Regions from separate parts of the Ovis aries genome. Here region 2 is linked to region 1. A link is a contact called in public Hi-C data. All regions are on one chromosome and are shown on one strand. The core of a region is the stretch at or near the end of the contact, and the rest is flanking DNA. Distances in the headings are between cores, read along the strand shown.

Region 1 (7,094 bases), core at 3,835-6,334:
TCCTTCTTATTTTTATCAGGGTAACCACTACTTTGGGTATAATGACAAAGACACAGAATACATTCTGTGATCGCAGTACTGCTGTGTGGAGATTTACTCTCGCCGGTTCTCATAACATTTCCATGGGTTGAGTAGGAGACGATGTATGGTCTAGGATCCCATTACAGGGGAGGCACAGGGAGAAACTAGATGGGGAGGGTCCAGCCTTTCCTGGTGCTGATGGGCAACCTGGAGGCTGTGCTACACTTACTAGGGAAAAAAACAAAACACTACAATTTCTGTCTGTAATCAGTTCCTTTTTTCCCTTTATTTGCGATGATGCCCAAACAAAACCGAACTCAGCTTTTTCAAACACACTGTCCTTAACATTTATCCTGAATGTTTCCCTTTTTGAAAAATTCAATTCCTTTTTAAATCATACTTGGGCTTACATGTCAAAGAAAAACAATACTGCAATCAACTCTGTAATTCAAAGTGAAAGGGATAAAGGCTATGTGGAATAATAAAACTAGCAGAGAATTAGCAAAAACAAAGCAAAAATCCCACCCCATATTGGAATAATTTATTTCCAAAGACCATAAAATCCTGCTGAGCAGGAGTCAGTCTTTTGCATGTGTGTGTGTGTGTGTGTGTGTGTGGTTGGGGGGTGGAGTGTGGAGTGGGCTGTACCACAATGCTCAAACAAACCTGTAGTTTATGACATCGTCACCTAGCCAGCTCTGGTCTCAAGCCATACCTTATACTATGCTGAGTTTGAGGGGTTTATAGACCTTATCAGGTTAGCCCCGGCTTCTGCAGGAGTTAAATACTCCATATGAATCATCACTCAGAGTTGCCCCAGTGACATGGTTCTAGATCTGCCAAGTTCTCACCTTATCCTGAGTCTGAGTGAGCCTGGGGACGGGTCCAGTCACCCGCATTTTTCCACGTGTGTGTCATCACTTACGTTCATTAACGACCGGTCCATTAGCAAATGGAACTTGCCGTCTGATTTCTCTGTGCTGAAAATTGCCCATAGCTTTTAGAATCTAAAAACAGAGGTAATAACCGATCCAGGTTGAGGAGGAAGGGAGACACTGACAGCCCCCAGTGGTGAAGGAAGTCATTCATTCATCTGAGGATAAAAGGCTGGAGACAGAAGCCCCGCCTGCATTTCCTGATTTCTAGACTATTAGAACCTCAAATCAAGTACAGGAGCCCCTCTGAACTTGGATGTCTCTAGAACAATGATGAGTGTGAAAAGAGAGAGAGAGAAGTGGAAATGATGGACGACTTTAAAATCTTCAATGCGGACGTTTCCCAATGAAATTGCAGGGCAAGCAGGAGATGCGTCTCCACCCAGCCTGCTGGTCTCCATTCTTTCTGAGTCCTGCTCCCTCCCCCTCTTTGCTGAGGCTCACAGTCCTAGGTTCTTTTCCAGTACCTCCTCCATGGGCTCCCCACACTTCAAAAAAAGAATTGGCATCTTCGAGTTTGTGCTCTGTGTGGGGCATGATGTACTCACTTCATAGAAGGTATCTGATTGAATTACCACAACGACTCTGGGAGGAGGCTATAACTGCTGCTGTTGTTCAGCTGCGCACTTGTGTTTGACTCTTTGTGACCCCGTGGACTGCAGCACACCAGGCTTCCCTGTCCTTCACTGTCTCCCATAGTTTGCTCAAACTCATGTCCATCGAGTTGGTGATGCCATCCAACCATCTCATCCTCCCTCATCCCCTTCTATTCCTGCCATCAATCTTTCCCAGCATCAGGGTCTTTTCCAGTGAGTCAGCTCTTTGCATCAGGTCGCCAAAGTATTGGAGCTTCAGCTTCAGCATTTCCCTACCTTTCAGATGAGGACGAACGAGGCCCGGAGAGGGTAGTGATGAGCAGTGGCAGCCGTGGCTCTGAACCCTGTGCGTGGTGATGCCCAGGCCTCGTGTAGACAGTCATGGGGCAGCAGGTCTGGAGGCTTGGGGCTCTTATGAGAGCTGTGCACGAGTCAGGATTTGCTGCTGCTGCTGCTAAGTCACTTCAGTCGTGTCCGACTCTGTGTGACCCCACAGACGGCAGCCCACCAGGCTCCCCTGTCCCTGGGATTGTCCAGGCAAGAACACTGGAGTGGGTTGCCATTTCCTTCTCCCAGGATTTGCTAAGTGGCCAACAAAGTGATACAGGTTAGAGCAATAATTGAGCAACAAGGCTGAGGTCTGAATGGACATTTCTGGCCTCACTGGGAAGATGTTCTCGGCCGCAGGAGGTGGTATGGTAACCCCACGGTGCCCACACTGTACCCCAGGGCCAGGCGCAGACAGAACCCCCCTGACCGGGGATCGGTCTGGGGCCAACTGTTCAGCTTACTGCTCTGTCTTGTTTCAGCTTCTGACTGGTCAACACCCAAAGGGAGTCCAGTGGAGGGACGGGAACCCGAGGAGGCAGCAGCCAGACCGCGGCCTTCAGCACAGACAGAGACACGCGGCCTTCCCAGTGGGCCGCTGCCGTCTGGCCTCTGTGCTTTGTTGTGACAGCGAAACATGAACCCCTCAGCTTCATTTTCCCCCTGCTCGGTTTAATGGTGACAAAGAAAAGGAACTTCATCTCTCAGCCCAAGACTTCTTAAACTGTGTCTCTTTCTCATTGTCCCTCGGAGAATAAAGGTCTAGAAATGAAACACGATCCTGACAAGTTTGGAAAAATATGCTTTCACAGTCTCGGTTCAAAGCCAGCCCTGTCACTTGGAGACTTCAGGCCGCGTTTGTTCTCTCGGAGGAGAACAAACGGCTCTCATCACGGTGGTTCCACCGAGTCCTGGCCTCGGAGCCGTCTTGAGAGGACGCCCTGGCCTCGGAGCCGGCTGTGGGCACGCTCTTGTTCTAAGTGATGGCGGGAGCGGGGAGGATGGGGAAGGAGCCCTGGCCTCTGCCGTTGATAAATCACCCCACAACACAGCCGGGATGTGAAAGGCACTCAGCCAGGGGTTGTGAAAGGAAATCACTTTCATTCCCAGCCCTGGGAATTATACGAAGCCATGGAATAAAAGCTGCCTTCCCCAGAGGTTTTTATGAACGTAAAAGGGAGGAGAAAATGTGAAAATCACCAGAAGGGCAGAGTGAGGAAAGAGGGGGAAATGAGGCAGAGTGCGGCCAGCCCACCAGGTCCCTTGTCCCTCTTCAGACTCGTTTCCTCTGCTGCTTCTAGCTGCGGCGTGGGGACACCTGGGTGGTGGTGAGCGCTGGACACGCTCTCGGAGGCCTGGGGTGCGGGAGGCTGAGAAGTGGTCCAGGGGTCTCTGCATCTGCCCTTGGTTTTGGTGAAAAGACAAGTATTTTTTAACCCACATGAAGGGCACCCAGAATTTTGCGATTCATTCTTGCCAGAACCTTACTTGTCCCCAGAGGCATTAACTGTCTTCCGGGAGGGCAGACTTGACTTCTGTGGCTGCCAATCCTGGGAGCAGGAGGGGAAGAGAAGGTGACAAGAGCTGAATTCCTTGCTCTGCTGTCCTTCTAGATGACAGCGGTATCGTGTTTCTAGAAATAGGGGGTGCAGCCTGTAGTTCACAGTGAGTCAGGATTAGACTGAATGCAGCTTTGAGAGATGTGGGTTCTTGTCCAGACTCTGCTGCTGGATGTCTTGGTACCTCAATTTCACCACCTGTAAAATGGGGTTAGTGGCAGCTGCTCCACTGAGCTCACAGTGAACTGCAAGAGCACAAAGCTGCCCTTGATATTCACAACAACAGTAACTACTAACATGTTATAGACCTTCGATCAAATGCTAGGCACTGGCCTTGCACGTATGTGACTCGTTACTTCTGCTCTTGGCAACAACCCCATAAGCAGCCAGGGTTTCCAGTCCCTGACTGACAGATGAGGAAGTCAACTCTGGGAGACTCAGTAGCCCACAGTGCTGGCACTGGCTGAGTGGGACACATTCCAGTGTTACTATAAGGTCAAAAAGGCAGAATAGCCAGGATGTGGACCCTGGAGCCAGGTAGAGCCCAGTCTGAATCCTTGCTCTACCATTTGGCAGTTGCATGTGTTGGGGGAAAGTTGCTTAACATCTCTGTGCCTGAAGTTTCCATCTGTAAAATGGGAGTAATCAGAGGACCTGCATTGTAGGGGTGTCATGAGGATTAATGACATATCCACAAAGCACTTAAAGTTACTGACATTTAGTTACCCCTCTGTAAATGTTATTTTCAAAATGTTCCTCCCGTTGAGTGGTCTTCTTGCTCAAGTGGGGCCAAGGAGAGCGGATCCACCTTGTGATTCCTGTGACTTTCCCTGTGTGCTTTTTTTTCAAAATCCTTCAGCCCAGTTGTGAGGGAGAGAAACCTGCCTAGAACTAGGAACATGGTTAGGTGGTAGCATTGCCTGAGAGATGAAGGGCAAAACGGTTGCTTGGTTGAGTAGTGGTTTTTTGTTTTGTTTTCGGAAGGAGAAAAGCTGGAGCCTGCGGCCCCAGCTCCCAGCTGGCAGCTCGCTTTGCCCCCTTGGCCCAGACAGACTATGCCAGTTTACTGCTCAGCTCCACCGAAGGCTGCCAGAAATGGCAAAGCAGGTGTCCCAGCCCTGGCTGAAAATGGGGTGGATTTTGTTCCATGTTTATTATGATCAAGGTAATCTTCTCCAGCTGTAACCGACTGACTACAGTCTGCATTTGGCCTCTCCTGGAGCCCACTATTTATTCTTCGGAGTGAACACTGGTGGAGACAAACTTCGGGTGCCCAGGAAACCTCGCCAGGCTGACTGTGAGCCCCTGCCACTCCCAGGGGAGCATTCTTTCTGGGTTGGAGCCCTTGGTGCCAGGCTGGGGGTGTGTGCACACTTGCTCAGAGGGCACATTAGATTAGCTGGCGGGATGCCTGCACCCACTGGCCCCTGCCAGGGCTGTGTGTGGGCACCAACAGCTGGTGGCCCGCCTCGTGGCCAGCAGTCCGAGGTCTGGTTGTCACTGCAGGTAAGACTTCTGTTTATGAGCAGCGAATGCTCTGCTAAGCCGGGGAGGTGGAGTGACTCTGGAGGCCCCCCCCCCACACCCACAACCTGTGAAAGGTTCCTTTTCCCCAGTAACCCTGTCTGGTTTTCCAGCCCCTTTCCCAGGATGCCATGGACTGGAATCCCAGGTCTCTGATCCAGCTCTCCTCGACCTTGTCCGGCAGGTCAAGGACTATTACAAAGTCTGGCCTCCAGCCCTCAGAGAGAGGTGGATATGAGGGCATGGCAACCCATTCTGGTCTTCATGCCATGGACAGAGGAGCCTGGCCAGTGGGCTACAGTCCAGAGAGTCGCAAAGAGTTGGATACGATTGAAGTGACTTTGCAAAAATTTGAAAACACCATCCACTGTCCTTCCCAAGGGAGCACACAGCTTAATCCCACCGCTTTTAAACCCACCTCCAGCCTCTTACACACCACGCCCCTGTGGACAAGTTGGTGGGTGTGTGCAGAGGGGCTAACAATGTGCCAGGGGTCTCTCCCACCTCCCACGCCTTGGCGTGGCTGTCCCCTCTGTGGACATCTGAGCCTGCCTTTCCGAAGCCCCAGCCTGGCCAGGGAGCTGGCACCTCACCCTCCTCTGGGCTCTGACCAGTTTATTCTTCAGTGCAACCCAACCACCACCACCGCACCCCCCGCCCTCTCTTCTTTTTTCATCCCTTCTTTTCCAACTTTCCTTCAGCTTGAGTTGTATGTGAGAGAAAGAAGGCGAATCGTGTGCCTGGCTGAGGCGTGAGATCATTTTTCTCTCCTCTTAGCACGCTCACTGTCTGCTGGTCGGGGTTACTGGAAGAGGGCGGGAAAGATCCGTTTCCACAGAGAGCCATCTGGCTCCACCAGACTCACGCTGATGCTAATCTGCTGGTTTCTTTTTCTTTAGTCTTTTCTTTTTTTGTTGTTGTTCCCAAGGCACACTTCATCTGCAGCTGTAAACTCAGACCTGGTCCATCTGAAGGCGAGCATTCATCTGGTGCGCATTTGTTATGGCATCAGGCCCCCCCCCCACCCCCGCACCCCTGTCCCCTTGTAGGTGTCGGGACATCACTGTGATCATTGGTGGGTCTATGCGGTAGTAACGTCAGGGCTGTACTTTCAAATGGAAATCAGGCAATTACGCTGCACACACAGAATTCTGACAGATGCAGGGGTTTTACACCACTGGCTGTGTCATGGGGACAAAGGCAGCCCGCACTCCCAGGGGATGGTTAAATAAACAGAATATGTTTCAAGAGCGCAGAGAAATCCAGGAATAATTAACTGCATGATGAGAGTTCATGGATCCCGTGGCGGTTTAACTTCAAAATGTGATAATGATATGTCAACGAACCACTTAACTCATCCTTGTAAAGGCGCCATCAGCCCACCCGTCACATGTGCAATTGAAACAGAGGAGCTGCTCTGCACATCTGTTTTCCAGCTTCCAAGTGCAAAGCCTTGCAGTATTTTCTCTTGTTTGGCTTCCCGTGTACAGAGGGCTGTAGTGGGCTTAAGGAGAAGAGGGGCTGGTCATGGCCTGGCGTCTACCTGATGGAGTAGCTTCTGGTCAATAGGCAGCGTTAAACACAGGCACTTATGCAGGAAACTATGGTGGTAACATCATCGTGGTGGCTGCTGGGCCAGTAATTGTTACTGCTGGGCACCAGTACGATCCTGTGTGTGTGAGGTAGGTCCACGATTACCCACATTTTACAGATGGGGAAATGGGCACAGAGTTAAGAACTGGGCTTCACTTCTGGCCCTGCCCGACTCTGGTCTTAGCTCTTGGCCAGTGGTTTGTACCTTCCTAACACATCAATAACACACAATAGCTCGTGCACCCTTAGAAAGCACCTACATCACATGCATAGAGTTGGAGTGACTCACTCCAGTATTCTTTCTTGGAGAATCCTAGGGACAGAGGAGCCTGGCGGACTACAGTCCGTGGGGTTGCAAAGAGTCGGACATGACAGAGTGACTAACACACACACATACACACACAGGAGAGACCTAAAAAAAAAAAGACGTTGAATTTTCCCCCTAAAATATCCAGCTGTTTAAACAAATGGTTAGTTTGGAGCCTGAAACATGCAGTAAGATTTACTGCTCAATGTGTCCCAGACCGGATTGGAATGAA
Region 2 (7,299 bases), core at 1,554-4,053, 55 kb before region 1:
ACATGTACCATTATTCAGATAATAACAAAGATCATGAAGCAACTTGTAAGATTTTACAACAGTGTAAGTAAAAACAACAAACAACAAATAAACAAAAAGCCTCCCCAAGCAAGACAAAATTTACATAACCACTGAATAAACGACGCAAATGAAAAAAGAGAAAGAACAAAATAACGAATTATTCATACTAATTGAATTAGAAAGATGAAATGCCGTAAGACTGACTTTTTCCCTAATACCTACATTTTTTCATTGCTTTTGTAATGTAAAAACCATTGAAAATGCTTAGTGCAATCTTTCCTCACTCCTACCCACATTTTACAAAGGAAATAATTAGATAGAGCTGAGAATTCAGGAGTCTTGCAAGCAGGAGGCTGAATTGAGGAGGGGCCCAGTGGGCCCCACAGCCTCAGCCCCTCTGACCACACACTGCTCACACGTGTGCCCTGACCCCCTCATTTAGGGAAAGGCTGCCTGAGCCATTTCCCACAGCATCCCTGGGGTAATTCGCTTAGAGTGTTGCAAGTCTGGGCTTTGGACTATATAGGCCAAGAAAACTCATTTCCAAGTATTTCGAGAGGAACACTTACGTAATTATGATCAGAGAATGCTTGGACTGGAGGGTGCTGGAGAGGTCATCTAGCCCAGATCTCTTCATTTTTACAGCTGAGAAAACCAAGGCCCAGAGAGGTTAGGGAATTTGCCCAAGACTGCGCAGCAAGTGGGCAACAGAGCCAAGACGAAATGTCAGACGCTTGAAGTGCTCCCTTTGGGCCCCTTCAGCTGCCTTGCCTGGAGAATTCCATGGACAGAGGAGTCTGGGGCTAGAGTACATGAGGTCACAAAGAGTCAGACTTGACCAAGTTACTGTAACACTAACCTGTCTTGGGAACAAAAATATTTGAAGATTTTTTGTTTTTAATGCTGTTACATTGTAAAGGGTGAACTCAGTAAGAAGAGGAAGGAAAAGAATAGTCTTAGATTAGCCCCTGCTTTGGGCCGGACCTCTACCACAACTGATCCTAGTAGCCCAATAAGAACACTACAAAGCAGGTTTTTATCTCATTTCGTCCAGAAGGAAACTTGCCGGAGGTCACAAGGTTAAGTACGAGGACTGGGACTCAAACCCAGACCTGTGACTGTGAAAGCTCCTCTTTCTAATCGGCCACGCTGCCTGAAGCAAGGGCGAGCAACTGGCAACACAGATTTCGGTTCATAACAAGAGTCTGGGTGAGGATGTTAGTCACTCAGTCATGTCTGATTGAGCCACCAGGCTCCTCTGTTCATGGGATTTCCCAGGCAAGAATACTGGAGTCAGTAGCCATTCCCTTTGCAAGGGGATCTTCCTGAGCCAGGTATCAAACCTGAGTCTCCTGCATTACAGGCGGATTCTTTAGTGGGTGAGCTACTAGGAAAGACCTGTCTGAGTGAAAAGCAAGGCGCATTTCTGTAAACTTGGTTTTCCTGAGCTCCTGTAGAATGCCTGGTTCTGTGGAAAACACTGGAGGATGAATGACTCAGATAAGCCATTTTGCCTGGATGGTTTTGTAGTCTGTAGAAATTGCCTGTATACCTCGGACATGGGGACTACTGTCCAAGGCCCAAGGCAGACAGAAACTGGTATCATTTGCTCTGCCATAGCCGGACGGGGGTAGACACACCACAGCCCTGCCCCCTTTGCCTGCCAGGGCGTGGCCAGCCCTAGGACAGGTGGTGAGCACAGAGAACATCGGGTGGACATTGCCGGGAGGGGTGGGTAGGAACCAACTCCGGGGAGAGGGGTTTGCACTCTCAAGGGTGTGGCTGCATGTCCCAGGAAGTCAAGGTCAGTTTCAGCAGGGGCTCTGAGGCCACAATGCTTAGAGTTGAAGCCCAGATGCACCTGGATGTGACCTAGGTGTTTCAACATCAAAAAAAAAAAAAAGTAGCTAACCTCGTAGGGGTTGTTTGACAGGTTAAATGAGATAATGCAAGCAAGACACTTAGAAAAAGAGTGCCTGGTCAGCGGCGAGCACTGAACAGATGTAAACTGTGTGATAGGAGCCGATGCTCACTGTGTTCCAGAGGCGGGTGCTCGGTGGGCTGGGGAGAGGACCAGGGGAGGTAGGGTTTGCCTCCCACTGGACTGGACTGAGTCCTGGCTCTGCTGCTTCCCCGATAGCTCAGATGGTAAAGAATCCGCCTACAATATAGGAGACCTGGGTTCGATTCCTGGGTTGTGAAGGTCCCCTGGAGAAGGGAATGGCAACCCACTCCAGTATTCATGCCTGGAGAATCCCATGGACAGAGAAACCTGGCGGGCTCCAGTCCATAATGTCCCAAGGAGTTGAACACGACAGAGCACTAACATTCACTTTCTGCTGCTTGGGGCAGGCCATTTCACTTCTCTGAAACTCATGATAAAAGGTGAAGACCCTGTCTTTTAGGGTCTCCTAAGGTACCCCAAAGTACATAATAGGTGCCCAGGAGGTGTGATTCCCCCTCCAGAATCCAGGTGCTGCGCTGGGTCAGGTTATATGTGACATTCACAGGCGCCACTTTACCGCTGGTCGGATGACCCTGCCTTCCATCTGGAAGAGGCAGACGTTCCTCTAGGGTGTCTGCTCTGCCCAGAGGAAACCTGGCTCCCAAAATGAGCATCATTCGGTGGATGGCGTTGCCTCTGCTTCTGTCTCCAGACTGATCTCCCCAACACCCATTGTCCAGACCTGCCTGAAGGATCCCCCATACCCGCCAGTGACCAGCCTGGGACAGGGAGGGAAGGACAAGCTTTTGTTGATCGATTTTTGACTGTGAACCTTGTACCGTCTGAGCCTTCGCTCGACTGGTTGGCCCAGAGGAATCTATCCTGACTAAGAGAGTGGGCAGGGTTCAGGAAGTAACTGAAAATGACCAGAAATAGCGGGAGCAGTTAGGCATCAGTGGAGATAAGCCAGCAAGGTGCTGTCTGCCTGTGACAGGCAGCTGAATGGTGCTGCTTAGAGAAGGCCTCTTTCTATTTGCTAGCTGCCTATTTTGGGCTATGCTGGGCGGTCTTTGCCGCACGGGCTTTTCTCTAGTCGCAGCAAGTGGGGGCTGCTCTCTAGTTGCGGTGCGAAGGCTTCTCATTGCGGTGGCTTTTCTTCTGGGCTCTAGGGCTCACGGGCTTCAGAGCACAGGCTCAATAGTCGTGGTTCAGGCTTAGTTGCTCTGAGGCATGTGGAATCTGCCCAGATCAGGGATTGAACCCATGTCTCCTGCATTGGCAGGTGGGTTCTTTACCACTGAGCCTCCAGGGAGGCCCCTACGGAATGCCTCTTGCCTTCCCCTATGTATGGAACAGATATAGCATGACCAGCTATTAAATATCAGGGCTTTGATTGGTTGAGATACTCAACATATCTCTGTAAATCTAGAGGGGAGAAAACCAGCTTCCCATATGTATAGCAAGTAGATGCTATACAAGAAACTTTTCTCCCAGTTTCCACCTTTGGTGTGACCTCACTGTAAATGGTACATTTTTTCTTCCTGCCCCAGAAGGGCACTCCTCACAGCATCCCAAACAAGCAGGCTGCCCTGGTATCTACAGGAAGGTGACTGAGATATTTGAACAAGCGGTGAGGAAAGGTGCCAGGCAATCAGAGGAATGTGTCCAAGGACAGAGAACCAGGTGGGGCCATATCCCAGGTCTGTGTTGCTAGATTTCACCTCTTTAATCTTGAAGTCTCAAAGGATGTGTTTGAGCACTAGACACCTATGTGATCGCATTGGAAAGGCATCTTTAAACCAAAAGCAAAAAGTCTATCTAACAAGCTCAGCCCCCAACAAAAATTGCATATAACTCATAAAAAAAAAAAAAACTGTAGTGCAGAAAACTCAACTCATCAAGTGCAAATTAAGGCAAGATTATTTGCGTGCAAATATCTCCTTCAGGCTACATTTAAATAACAAGTTCCCTGGTGCTTTTAAAATAGAATTATAGCAAAAAAAGAAAACCCCATCAATTCCTAGACAAATTTTAAGAAGCAATGATCAGGTAAAATGAAGTATGTCTCCAGACTTAACGACATAAATTTTACTTTGTCTGAAATAATCAGAAACAGATGTTTCTCCTCGTTGTCTCCATTATCGCTCTCTCATATACCCTAGATTTATAGATTTCTAATCATGAACCACTCTTTCATAACCTCCTGGCTAAAACCTTTACCAAGACTTAACAGTGAGAAGCAACTAATAGATTAAGAAGAGTAAGTTCCTTGGAGTCATATAAACTTTTACTTTTTGCCTAGATCGTTTACTAGCTGTTTGACTTGGGCATGTTTATTTACTCAACAATATTCATTTAGTCCTTAGTATGTGCCAGCCAGAATTCCCAGCCTTGGGAATGGTGATCAAGGAAATAGATGAGGGCTCTGTTCTCTAGGAATATGTATTCCAGGGTGGGGTGGCAGAATATAAACAAGTAAATAAAAAATTAATGAAACGAAAATCTTTCAGATTGTGCTAGGTACCGTAAAAGTACCGGGTACTCAGACATACATATACACGTATCCATTCCCCCCCAAACTCCCCTTCCATCTGGGCTGCCACATAACATCGAGCAGAGTTCCATGTGTTATACAGTGGGCTAGGTAACCTTTTTGCTCTTAAAAACAGTCGAAAACCCCAAGAACTTTTGTTTATTTATTAGTATTTACCATATTAGAAATTTAAATTGAGAAATTTTAAAAAATGGCTGCTCATAAATTCATCTAAAAGAGCAAATTAATTTTAGTTTACTTAATAATGTAATACGCTTATTACATGTCAGCACAAATAACATTTATGTTTATGAAAAATAACATTATTCAAATAAAAAAATTAAAGAGTGAAGTGTCACTGTTTTTAGATTTTTGCAGTCCTTTCATGTTTGAATTGCTGGAAGACAGTTGAATATTCTCCTCTGCATCCTGTCTGTTGTGATGTGAGGTTTTGGTTGAGCGATGTGAAGAAAACATAGGAGGAAGTACTTTAATACTCTTTTTAGGTAATTGTGGAGATTCATTTAAGCCTCACCAAAGCTCCACCAGTGGTCGTCTCTCAAAGATCAGTTACAATCTGTGTGGATGTGTGTTCAGTCTTGTCTGACTCTTTGTGACCCCACGGACTGTAGCCCACCAGACTCCTCTGTCCATGCGATTCTCCAGGCAAGAATACTGGAGTGGGTTACCATGCTCTCCTCCAGGCGAATCTTCCCAACCCAGGGATGGAACCCACGTCTCTTGTCTCTCTTGCATTGGCAGGAGGATTCTTTACCACTGCACCACCTCGGAAGCCCACAGTTACAATATTGAGTGTGAAACCAATGACCTTGGTTTCAGTGACCTTGAAACCAAACACCAATGACCTTGTCCATACTCCATTAAGTGAAAGTTCCGTGGCCTGTGTTACCCTTTGAAATAAATCTTGTCCCATCATTTTGAGCTGTCATGCACTAGTCACTCGAAAACTACTAGCTCCCTGAGTTATGCAGATCTTATGAATGTTGACATGATACAGTACATTATACAATATCAAAATCACATTTGTCAATATCACCACAATCCCACCAGAGCCTCTTAGAATTGGGGAGCTAATGAGCTCACAGTAGCAGATGCAAGTTTTCCAAAATTCCAATTTTCACTTGAAAGCTTGAGTTTGATCATTGGCAACAAATTCTGTCAGTTATTTTCCTTGAAATGACAAGCTAACTTTGTTCTTTTTTAAATTTTTTTTAAGAAAATGTCTGCCAAATATCCAAGTCTGAGTAATCGTTATTTGTCTGTCAGTGGTTCTTTCAAGCAGAAATGATGTCCTATGAAAAAAGTGGCTAATTCGTCTCACAAAAGCAATCGTAGATGGGCTTTCCCTGAGGCGCCCCCTACACTTCTGTATACAGCAAAGTGCTTTCTGTGTACGCGTGCTTCCCACCGCGTCACGAAGAATGTTCAGAACAGGTAGACTCAGTGCCAAGATTTAATAAAGCTGACATTTTTTACTGCATCACAAAGAACAATCTGAAGTGACCCTGACCTTTGTTTTTTCTTTTTTTAAACCATGAATATATAGCAGTGAAGAATACAGTGACCATTTAGTACAGATTGATACCACTATTATTCAAACTAAGGCACCAATAGTTTATCCACCAATGCTTTTGCACCATTATCACAAATATCAACCAGTTACAAGGGCAAGTAACATCTTCATTTTATTATGAAAATGGTTTTGACTTCACAGGCCCCTTAAAGCATCTTAGGGACCCACAGGGGTTCCCTGGAATACAGCTTGAGAGCATCAGAGATGAAGCAAGAGAGTCTTTCTCAGTGAATCATGTCTGACTCTTAGGCTCCTCTGTCCATGGAATTCTCTAAGCAAGAAGAGCAGAATGGGTAGCCATTGCCTTCTCCAGGGGATCTTCCCAACCCAGGGATCCAACCTGGATCTCCTGCATCGCAGACAGATTCTCTACCATCTGCGCCACCAGGGAAACCCTTGGGCCACACGGCGACACTCAGATCTGTTATAAGAATTCCCCAGCTGCCATAAGGGAACTCTCGAAGGAACGGTTTCCCAGGCTTTAGAACCAATCTCGTTTTCTTGGCCTGAAATTTGCTACAAAGTTCTATTTATTTTTTCCTGTGGGCTTTACAGCTCACTCTGAACTCTTAGAAACCATTACATCAGGTCAGTCATGTTGAACAACGTAAGATCTATAACTTGTAATTCTTTGCCTTGCCAGGTTGAATCCTAGAAAGTGTTGCTGAGCAGTGGTGTCCAAGACTGGGGAGTCACTGGAGACAAGTGGTTAAAAGAATATAAATTTCCAGACCCCACCTCCAGGGCTCAGGAATCTGTATGTTTATTTTTCTCCCCAAGTTATTGTGGAAAAGGTGATCTGGCCCTAGTCTCCTGCCCAGATGTTTTGGGTGTCAGTAGCTGGAACCAACTAAAGAGAAACATACATTTAATGGCTGACTCTTTTAGGTAAATACTGACTTGTCGAAACTCCCGAATGTGTGTCCGTGTGGCCACCTACATGCGTGGCATTTATTTTTGAGCCGGGGTCATCTACCTCTTACTTCATTGATGTTTCCAACCCCCAATCTCGTCAGCATGTTTTCCGATGGCCATTTCTCTCTCCTTTTCTTCTTCTTACCAGAGGCTTTGTCATCTCATTGGCAAGATATCAATTAGTTAATTATTTTTTAAATTCTTGGGGAACATATTGTTTCTCTAAAGCGGATCGAATGACTGTATGCCAGTGTGCACTGACTCTGGGGAGGTGTTAGATGCAAGATTCTG

Evidence for each region. Hi-C and Micro-C count contacts between places; a contact is called where the count stands out from the background.
Region 2: a contact with region 1 is called in a Hi-C map of liver, with 2.3 times the contacts expected there. The contact joins two enhancer-like sites. A contact is called at or near these places in 8 of 16 Hi-C or Micro-C datasets (hypothalamus, liver, mixed tissues and 4 more).

The regions. Positions count from the first base shown.
Region 1 is chr10:20,765,866-20,772,959 of ARS-UI_Ramb_v3.0, reverse strand. It overlaps LOC101106088 (guanylate cyclase soluble subunit beta-2-like), which reads left to right. Exons shown (of 16, transcript XM_042254753.1): 16 at 2,362-2,658. The coding sequence ends at 2,507. Among named protein-coding and RNA genes, the nearest start is that of C10H13orf42, 89 kb to the left of the region's middle. Within about 2 kb of position 5,084, at least 6 of the 54 cell types and tissues checked have an H3K27ac peak or open chromatin away from gene starts, as enhancers often do. A contact at or near this core is called in liver, where this site is marked.
Region 2 is chr10:20,818,730-20,826,028 of ARS-UI_Ramb_v3.0, reverse strand. No RefSeq gene overlaps it. Among named protein-coding and RNA genes, the nearest start is that of C10H13orf42, 36 kb to the left of the region's middle. Within about 2 kb of position 2,803, at least 3 of the 54 cell types and tissues checked have an H3K27ac peak or open chromatin away from gene starts, as enhancers often do. A contact at or near this core is called in liver, where this site is marked.